2 separate regions of the Mus musculus genome follow, and region 1 is linked to region 2. A link is a contact called in public HiChIP or PLAC-seq data. All regions are on one chromosome and are shown on one strand. The core of a region is the stretch at or near the end of the contact, and the rest is flanking DNA. Distances in the headings are between cores, read along the strand shown. Region 1 holds the start of Pus7 (pseudouridylate synthase 7). Region 2 overlaps Pus7 (pseudouridylate synthase 7).

The links. HiChIP or PLAC-seq counts read pairs in DNA pulled down with a chosen protein or histone mark.
Region 1: an H3K4me3 HiChIP or PLAC-seq map of embryonic stem cells shows a contact between it and region 2, with 34 read pairs. The contact joins the promoter of Pus7 here to the enhancer-like site in region 2. A contact is called at or near these places in 1 of 39 promoter capture datasets (macrophages), 2 of 484 Hi-C or Micro-C datasets (the MNK3 cell line and extraembryonic endoderm stem cells), 5 of 115 datasets of contacts at active chromatin or transcription factors (the 230-238 cell line, CD8 T cells, the SCID.adh cell line and 1 more) and 3 of 9 other capture datasets (adipose tissue, liver and pancreatic islet).

Annotation. Positions count from the first base shown.
Region 1 is chr5:23,780,104-23,784,988 of GRCm38.p6, reverse strand. It overlaps Pus7 (pseudouridylate synthase 7), which reads left to right and starts at 1,278. Exons shown (of 16, transcript NM_178403.5): 1 at 1,278-1,477.
Region 2 is chr5:23,735,332-23,740,266 of GRCm38.p6, reverse strand. It overlaps Pus7 (pseudouridylate synthase 7), which reads left to right. Exons shown (of 16, transcript NM_178403.5): 16 at 1-102. Among named protein-coding and RNA genes, the nearest start is that of AI506816, 25 kb to the right of the region's middle. Within about 2 kb of position 3,071, at least 13 of the 459 cell types and tissues checked have an H3K27ac peak or open chromatin away from gene starts, as enhancers often do. A contact at or near this core is called in embryonic stem cells, where this site is marked.

The sequences.
Region 1 (4,885 bases), core at 29-2,528, 47 kb before region 2:
CCAGAAACCATGTAAGGTAGAAGGAGAGGACCAGCTTCTGCAGACTATGCTCCAGCCTCCACATGTACGCATGCCCACATCATAAACACACAATAATAATAAGTAACTAAGGTAGAGAGTGAAAGCGGAAAGCACCATGATGGGCCTCAGGTCTCCACAAACTCAGAACTGTACATGGACCTTAGTTTTTGATATTTTGATGGTCTTAGGCAACCCCTTGAAAGGGCCACTGGAACCCCAAGGGGTTAAGGAACTACTGATTGACACCGTTCAGAGTTCCAGTCAGGGAACGATGCTGGTCCTGTACGATTACAATGAACCCAGTCAGGATAGTCCAGCATAGGCATGACCAGGGCTTGTCTCCAAGGTAATTCTAGACTCTGTCAAATTGACAACACTAATCATCACATATGCAAACCTCACATATGTAAAACACATGGTTACAACAAACACCACACACACACACACACACACACACACACACGTCTAAGAGGAATACAAAGATCTGAAATAACAGGATTTTGTTTGTTTTGGTTTGGTTTTCTTTTTCTTTTTTTTTTTTTCTATTTTGTTTTTTCAAGACAGGGTTTCTCTGTATAGCCCTGGCTGTCCTGAAACTCACTCTGTAGACCAGGCTGGCCTCGAACTCAGAAATCTACCTGCTTCTGCTTCCCAAGTGCTGGGATTAACGGTGTGTACCATTACTGCCCAGGTTTTTGTTTGTTTGTTTAAAAAAAACCAAAACAACAGGGTCTTACCTAGGCCATGTTTACCTGGGATTCCTTACATATCCCAAAGTGCCCTTAAGTTTCTGATCCTTCTGTCCATATCACCTGAGTGCTTGGATTATGGGCTTTTGACTCTCCACAAATCTTGATTTATTTTATTATATTTTATTTTACCCTGAGTTGAAATCTGGCAAAATATTAGACCTGAAATGCTATGGAATGCTTTGATTTGGTCAGTTGGCTACTTGAAGCATGAGAAGAAAAATATATTTTATTTTTCTTTACGCCAAAGCATTAACCAGCTATGATGGAATCTTCTTGAAGACAGTCCTCCTGGGGAGCTGTCAAAGGTAAGAAACCCATTCTATTAATATGCACTATTAACCATAGCTGTGAAAGAAGCTCCCATTTAAGCACAATTAACAACTAATAAGGTAGTCTCTGTTTTTGAAGTCCTAAAGGTTTCTTTGCATAAGGCAAGTCACTTCCCAGGCGCCGATGGGCGGAGCGTCCTCGGGAGCGGAGGGCCGGTGGAGCGGGCCCCGCCCCGGGGCGTGGTCGGCGCGGCGCAGCGCCGCACGTGTGCGAGCCCGGCGGCTGGTGGGATAACCCGTCCCTGTGCGTCTCCACGCGGTGCAGCCTGTGCTGGTCGGCGCTGGCCGCCGCCTCCTGCGAGTCACCGCCGCCGCCCTCCCGCGTCCCGAGCCGAGCGTCCTCTTCTCCGCTCGGCCCGCGCCCTCAGGCTCCCGGTAAGTGCTCTGCTTTGCGGCGTGGCCCCAGGCCTCCGGAGAGGCGCGCGGCCGGGGAGGGAGGGCGGCCGTGGTCGCAGCTCGCGCTGCTCCCTGTTTCTCCGCCGCCAGCTCCACCTTCCCCGCTTGTCTTATTTCTGCTCCACGCACCCGGATCCTTGATCCCGGACCCCTAGTTCCCGATCCATGCTCCCCGATCCCGGCTATTCGCCCTGATCCCCGCCGTTCGTTAAGCGGCGCCGCGTCCCGATCCTCTGGCCGCGCCGCTGTGGGCTAGAACCTTCTTTTTCCACTTCTTCCTTGCTTTGTGGTGCCTCAGGCACTCCCCAAACTCAATTCCCTGTTAGAAAAACAAACCAGCCTTCCCCCGGTCCTGCTCAGCGCTCCCAGATCGTCCGAGCAGCCTGCACTGGTCCCGGCCTGGTGCTGGGTACTGGGCGCAGATGTTTTACTTGCTGGGCAGGCCTTAAGGGCCGCTGCTCTTCTCAACCACGGAGAAGCGATCAGGCTGACGTCTGGGGTCTTTTCTCCAACCTCTGCTGGGTGACAGTGCAGGCTACTTATTCTGTGGTCCATACCACCAAGCCCTTCACTGAGGGGCCTTTAAAATGGCCAGCACATGGTTATTGCTCTTAATTACTGCCAGTCAAGGAAGAAGGGTTTAGTTCAAGGCCATTTCTTTAAAAAAGAGATCTCTAAAATATAGGTGCTACTTTGTTTTGTTCCCACTCTTAAACAACAACAAAAATCTGTGGCCATCCGTAAAACACTATGCCTCAATGTCAGGGCAATGGTTTTACTAACGAAGGAGCTGTCAAATATCAGACTGTTCACTGTAGTGAGAAAGAGGGGAAACTATGTGCAGTCATTAGCAAATAACCAACAGTCAGAATTTGTTAACTTAACAAGTTTATTTGAATACATAAACCTCTTTTGTCTTGAGATAGGACTTACTATGTAGACCAGGCTGGCTTGAACTAGAGACACAAGTCTTTCTCAGCCTTTTGAGTGCTGCCCTTATAGGAGAGGGACGGCCACTTGAGTTCCCCTCTGAACATCTCTCTCTCTCTCTCTCTCTCTCTCTCTCTCTCTCTCTCTCTCTCTCTCTCTCTCTCTCTCTCTCTCTCTCTCTTTGGGGGAAGGGTTGAGGCAGAGTCTCTCTGTTATGTGGACTGTCAGTCCTGGAATTCTCTATGTAGACCAGGCTGGCCTGGAGCTGCTAGGCTTGGGTCAGTGCCAGCGTTCAGCACTCGTGTAGGAGGCTGGTTTGATCCAGGGCACCGATGAGCCTGGGATTTGGCGGCATGTCTGTTACCCCATTTCCTAGCTGGGATCTTTGCAGGCTCTGTTCTGCCCCCATGGAGCTCACACAATTTTCAGGTCTACTTTTTTCAAGTCTTTAAAACACCTTTACGGGGGCTTTACCTCAGGCCACCCCATTCTCTGCTTCTAAATGGCTGGCCTGTCCTAATACTGGGTTTGTTTGTTTGTTTGTTTGTTTGCAGCACCGAAGACTGAACTTAGGGCATGCTAGACAAATGTTCTGCTTCTGAGCACATCCCCCACAAATTTATTTGGTTTTTAAAAATATCCTTAAGTAGGTTGTAATCTTGTTTGGTTGCAAGAAGTCTTCCATCTTTCTCCAGTGTCTACCCAGGACATACTTAATAAATGTTAGAGTAGATGACTCTGATAGACGTAATAATTTTTTCAGATTAGGATGTGGAGTGAGTTTTGCCATTAAAGTAAGTAATGCCTGCTGTTTCAGGCCTAAGCAGGAGTATCACAGGTTCAAAACCTGCCTGGGTTACATTAACAAAGGCTTTCTAAGCATCTTAGCAAGACCCTGTCTCAAAGCGAGAACAGGACAGTGTAGTTCATTGTTAGCATGCTTGTTTATCATGCCCAGCACTTCATGAGACCCTGTCTCAAAAAACAAACTTCTAAAAGAGCAAACCGTGGTTATGATATCAAGAATCAAAAGCTGAGTAAGAAGTGTCTTAGGGACGTGGTGTGGTGGCACACATCTTAAATTCCAGCTCTTAGGAAGCAGAGGCAATTGGACAGCCAGGGCTGTGTAGGGAGACCCTATCTGACTCCCAAGATCTGGTGTTCCTTTTGCATCTGGGAGCGAGGTGGGTGGTCTGACTGTAAAGTCCCTGAGGCAGGCTGCATGCATGGCTTTTGCTGGCTGTGCTTGCCTGTGTGCTGAGAGTTGTGGCCTCTGGACAGGTATCAGGCTCTCCTGGTTGCTGATTATTTGGAGCCCGGTACTGTAATTACCCCTACTTGGTGGTTGCTCAGGTGGTCATGTGTCTGCTGTGGAGTAAGATCTGCCAAGTCTTAGAATTTGCTTTAATTTTATTACCTAATATGGCTGTTCCTGGTTTTTCTTTAACCTTAGAGGACTAGAATATTTTTAGAGCTCATTTACGGTGTTTATGGGTACACTCACTTTTCGTCTCTCTTTGTAATAAAAATAGGAAAAACCTTCCATTCTTACTTCAGTTTTAAGTAAGATCAAGTAGATAGGTGCACACAGCCTGGAATATCTTTATTGGCTGCCCTGTGTTCAAGCATCTCCTAAGCTCCTCTTTACTGGGGACGGATGTGTGGGGTCTGAGATTTAGTTCTATATATTGCAGATAGTACAGTTAAATAATCTTGTTTTGGGCTGTGTCTTTATCTTTTTTAAAATTTTTTAGATTTGTTTTTATTTATTTTTATGTATTAATTTTTGTTTAATATTTATTTATGAGTGCTCTGCTGCATGTGCACCTGCATGCCAGAAGAGGGCGTCAGATCCCTTTATGGTCATGAACCACCATGTGGGTGCTGGGAATTGAACTCTGAGCCTCTGGAGGAGCAACTAGTGCTCTTAACCACTGGGCCATCTCTCCAGCCTGGCTGTGTCTTTTTAAATGTGGTGAAATACACGTAGTAGCTGGCATAGTGGAACACTTCTACAATCCCAGTACTCAGGAGGCCGAGGTTGCAGAGTTAAGAGTTAAAACCCAAGCTTGTATATTTACAATGTATGGTTTGTTGTGTCACTTTTATCTGGTGTCTGTGTGTGTGTGTGTGTGTGTGTGTGTGTGTGTGTGTGTGTGTGTGTGTGTATGTGTATGTGTGGTGTTCGTGGGTGTGCGTGTGGAGGTCAGAACCACTTTGGGAGTCAGTTCTCTCTTCTACCACATGAGTCCTGAAGACTTTACTCGAGTCTGGCATTCCCACTCCCTTACGCTAAGCTCTCTTGCTGGCTTTGACTTTTTGAGAAGCCTTGCACTGAATGTGGAGTTTGACAGTTTGGCTAGATGCACTAGCAGTGACTCCTAGAGAATCCTTCTGTATCCACCTTGCCAACCTCCAGACTTAAAGAAGAAGGAGTGGGGGTTAACAACCCAACAA
Region 2 (4,935 bases), core at 1,822-4,321:
TCTTTTGGAGTGTCTGAAGACAGCTACAGTGTACTTACATATAATAAATAAATAAATAAATAAATAAATAAATAAATAAATAAATAAATAAGGGGGAAAGTATAATTGAGAACCAATAGTGCATTTCTCCTCCCTCTCCTCCTTTCCTTTCCTCTCCTCTCCTCACACTGGCCACTGGCCACACACTGCTGAAGCGAAAGGAATGAGTCAGACCTGATCCTTCCAGCCAGCTCACACTTCTACGGACCCCAAGTGTAAGTGTCCATGATTACTGAGGTTACCCTGGATTCAAATAGTCTGCAAACAAAAAAGAGTTTTATCCTGCAGAGGACTTGTATACTAGGGTCTACCATCTACAAAGAGAGAGAGAGATCCTGAACTGAGCTCACAGGACCAATTTAAAGCACATTACGGGAATTCCAGAGTAGGTGACCTTAATCTTGCTCCATCTCTAGGAATCGTTCAGAACCATTGTTGGGGCCTAGGGGCTTGCCACTGGAAGTCTGGAAACTGTTGCTGCCCCATCGTCCTTGCCTCAGGCCAGGTGGTAGTGCAGCTTCTGAGGCCTGGATATGCCTAGTTCTTAAAAACAGATTGAGGCCCAGTCTCCTGAACTGCCTATTTGAAGCCTGTCATGGAGTTAGCCTAGCCTTCTCAAAGCAAGGTAAATAACTCAAAGTAGCTTCAGGAAGTCCTGAAACTGACCAGATCCACTAGGCCCCTCCCTGCCAGAATAAAGTATAGGAGCCAAGGAGTCTCAGACAAGCTGAGCTGCAAAGACTGAGACCAGACCAGCCTCCTGAAAGAAGCAGAAACCAGCTGAGCTGCCTGGAAGAGGTATAGAGCAGAGGTTCCTGGAAAGGACCCCGCCAGCCTCTGGGCTGCCTGCAGGCTGTGCAGTGTTCCCAGCTTTGTAAGGGGTCATCTGTGCTAAGGTGAGCCTTAGTGATGCAGCTGTCTGAGTCATTTCTGATTCTGTAAGTCACCCGCTGGTTCACCAAGTTGGACCTCGGTAGACAAGTAAATGTGAGCTGAATCTCTAGCATGACCATGTCACAGCAGCAGGAGCGTCAAGGCATTCCAGACTGCCTTGATAACAGCAGGAAGTGAGGACCAAGAGGAGCACAAAAATAACACCCTCATGGGCAGTCAGACAACTCAACAGAGTTAATTTGTGCTAATTAGAACATCCAAAGGATACTGCACTATTAGGTTGTTGTTGCAGGATTTAACTGGACTGTGGTCTGGCTGCAGAGTAAATAGGAAGGATCATCCAGAGGACTGAGGGCAGCAAGTACCTCAGCATCAGGACAGCAGAGGGAAGACTTAATGCAAAGGAGAACGTAAAGAGGGGAAAGAAACAGTAGACCACGATTTCCCCAGCAATGTGACACATCAAGTGCCCAATGCATCTGATTTGAAAAAGATCCCCTTGCCGGGAGAGTTCAATCTAAAATCTTCCAACAGTAGAAATTGAACATCCATGGTACTTACAAAGTAGCCAATCACATCGATACAGATTTCTCAATGCCAAGCGTTGGCCAGTACCCAGTGATGTCTTCAAGCATGCAAGAAAAAAATCTGAGAGCCTACAGTTCTTAACACATAGGTGTCCTCCCGGTGCACTTTGAGAGCGCAGTGGGGCATGGCAAGAGCTCCAACAGATTGTGTCTAGCCACTATTTGACCCAAAAACCAAAAGGCAAACTGAGAGGAAGGAGAGAAATTTAATCAGTATGTCTATATTGAGATACATTAAGATAATATCTGCATTGAAAGATGTTAAGATATAAAGCATGACACTTCCACCCTAGAGGGGAACACTGGCCTGAACACTCTGCTAGCATGGGGGCAGGGGTCGGGGGAGGGGTAGCCTAAGAATGAGTCTTGGTCAAACTGTGGTTTGGTTTATCATCTCAGGACTGGTCAGGGGTCACTGCTGCCTAAGCAACAGACAAGACTGTCCACACAAGATCTTTGTTTATCAGATTTGTAGTTTCTGGGATTCAAGGTAATGACACAGGAGGCTGACTAACAGCAAAATGAGCAGATTCAAAATAGAGACTGTTGGGCTGGCGAGATGGTTCAGTGGGTTAGAGCACTGACTGCTCTTCTGAAGTTCCTGAGTTCAAATCCCAGCAACCACATGGTGGCTCACAACCACCTGTAATGAGATCTGACGTCCTCTTCTGTTGTGTCTGAAGACAGCTACAGTGTACTTATTAATAATAATGAATAAATCTTTGGGACTGAGCAAATGGAGTTGACCTGAGTGGGGTGACCAGAGCAACCAGAGCAAGCACAGGTCCTAAAAATTCAATTCCCAACAACCATATGAAGGCTCACAACCAGCTGTACATGTACATACAATAAATAAATAAATCTTTTTTTAAAAAATAGAGACTGTTGCAGAAAATATTTAAAAAGGAACTAGCACAAACCCGAGCTAGTGCCAGCAACTCTCTGCCAAAGCAGCCTGGCCGGCCATGCACTGATGGGCAATGGGCGACCTGTTTTTATCTCATGGAGACTCTGACTCAGTGCTCCAAAATCTCTCCACCCAGCTCACTAAGTACCCACTGGCACTGGCAGTCACTACCAGGCCAATCCCGTGCTTCAAATCCCCCACGGCCTTTGTGGTGCACATCTGGCAAACACACCTTGCCCAGTACCTTTCTCTCTTGAACTCGGGCAAGTCACCACGTGAAGAAAAACACAGCACAAACTTAGTTCAGAAACGACGGTAACTCAATCATTGGGCACAGCAACTAAAATCCTAATCCTGTAAGTCTTATTAAATCTAAATCCTCTAGTGGCAAATCCTGATGGATCTGCCACTGAAACCAGGAGACATCTTGTCCTCACATTATCCCATCCAAAAGGACCTAACTCTCTCCTGCTTCCTCTCTTCCTCCATCCAACCTGGAAGTCCCGCCTACTCGCCCAGTGATAGATTCCTTTATTCATTAGGGAATTGGTTCACAAGAAGTCACTTAAGTATTTGACTCACTCCTTGTCTGCAACCCCTCCTAGGAGAGCAGAATTAGCATCAAAATACAAACAGTACCAGGCCCATCCTCAAGCGGAGGCAGAGATGCCAAATGTTTAATCCTGATTAGTTACGCATTAGACCTAAGTGGAGGCAGAGATGCCAAGTGGTAACCCATTAGACCTAAGTGGAAAGTTGGTGTCTTTAAGCAAATTCTCTCTCCAAGTCCTTGTTATAAACCCACACCACCTAGGCTCTGACTTCCCTCAGTGTCTTACAATATAATTCTAACTCTGTCCACAGAGAGCTCATCTCAACACTGCTCCTATTCGGATCATCATGAGCCCATATTTCTTACTTCTTACCAACTTGTTTTCCATAAGAAATTCCTATGGCTCCCACCTTCAGATATAAAAGTGTGTGAGAGCAGCTCACAGCACAGGATACAACACTGCTGGCAGGTTTATTATACAGGACGTAATTCAGGAATAGCAAGACTGGGAGATACATAATGAAAGCTAGAGGGAGGAGACTAGAATTTCCGGGCAAACAGCACCCCAGTGTAATCACTGCATCCCACAGTCCAGGGGTTTTTTTAGAGGTTCTGCCACAGACGCATGAATGGCCAAAATCTAATGTTGGCTTAAGTCAGTCCTTGCTTCCTGAAGAGACACTGAAATTCCACTCCTCCCATCCAACCTGGCTAGTTTCCCTGGCAACAAGCCCAAATGCTGTGGTCATTTCAGATCCTGGAAGGTACTTTTTATGAATAGCTATTTATTTGTTTTTCTTTTATGTCTATAAGCATTTGCCTACATGGATGACGTGTATCACATGTGCACAGTGCCCATGGAGGCCAGAAGAGAGTCAGATCCTCGAGAACTAGAGTTGCAGGCAGTTGTGTACCACAAGTGGGTGCTGGGAATTGAACCCAGGGCTTCAGGAAGAGCTGCTAGTGCTCTTAGAGCACTGAGCCATCTCCCCACCCCCAGCAGCTGTTTCTTGTCATTTAAGAAACTCAAGGGTTTCAGGAGCCCTATGCCAGAGTTGAAAAAGGCCAAATTCACGTTTTGTTATAAATTCTAACATCACAAATATGTAGTTTTAGCCGGTCGTGGTGGTGCATGCCTTTAATCCCAGCACTCGGGAGGCAGAGGCAGGTGGATTTCTGAGTTCGAGGCCAGCCTGGTCTACAGAGTGAGTTCCAGGACAGCCAGGGCTACACAGAGAACCTGTCTCGGAAAAAAAAAAAAAAGTAGTTTTAAATCATGATAAATGCTGTGAAGAATATTCAACAAGAAAGAGAATGAGGAGGTGGTAAGAAAGTGTTGTACTGAGTCGTTCAGCAAACCTCTCAGGAGAGCTCAGATGAGAGCATGAGACAGAAGAGCTGAGCCAGAGGCCCTGGAAGGAAGCATGCACAGTCTGCTGGGGCAGAAAGAAAAGAAATCCAAGTGCTGGGATCAAAGGCGTGCGCTACCACGCCGGACCAGGGCATTTTCTTGATATGGGAATGCCAGCCCACGGTGGGCAAGGCCACAGCAGGACAAGTGGTCCTAGTGCAAGGCAAGTGGTGTAAGAAAGCAGGCCACAGAGAGCAGCCAGCATGCAGTGCTCTTCCGTGGCTTCTGCTTCAGTTCCTGCCTCACGAGGACTGTAAGCTGTGAGATACACTAAACCCTTTCCTCCAGAGTTGCTCCTAGTCTTGGTGCTTATCACAGCAATAGAAAGCAAACTGAGACGTGGGGAGTATGCCTTGGAAGTCTGGATTTCCAGTTGAGGTCAAGAGAAAACAGTGGTTGTGACCAGAGCATCATAGATGGATACCTCCTTAGCACCACAGTCATAGAGACTTTATATTTTTTTAAAGACAGGGTCTCATTTAGTCTAAGGTTGAACTCCAACTCAGTGTATAGTGAGGCTGACCTTATGTTTATGATTCTCCAC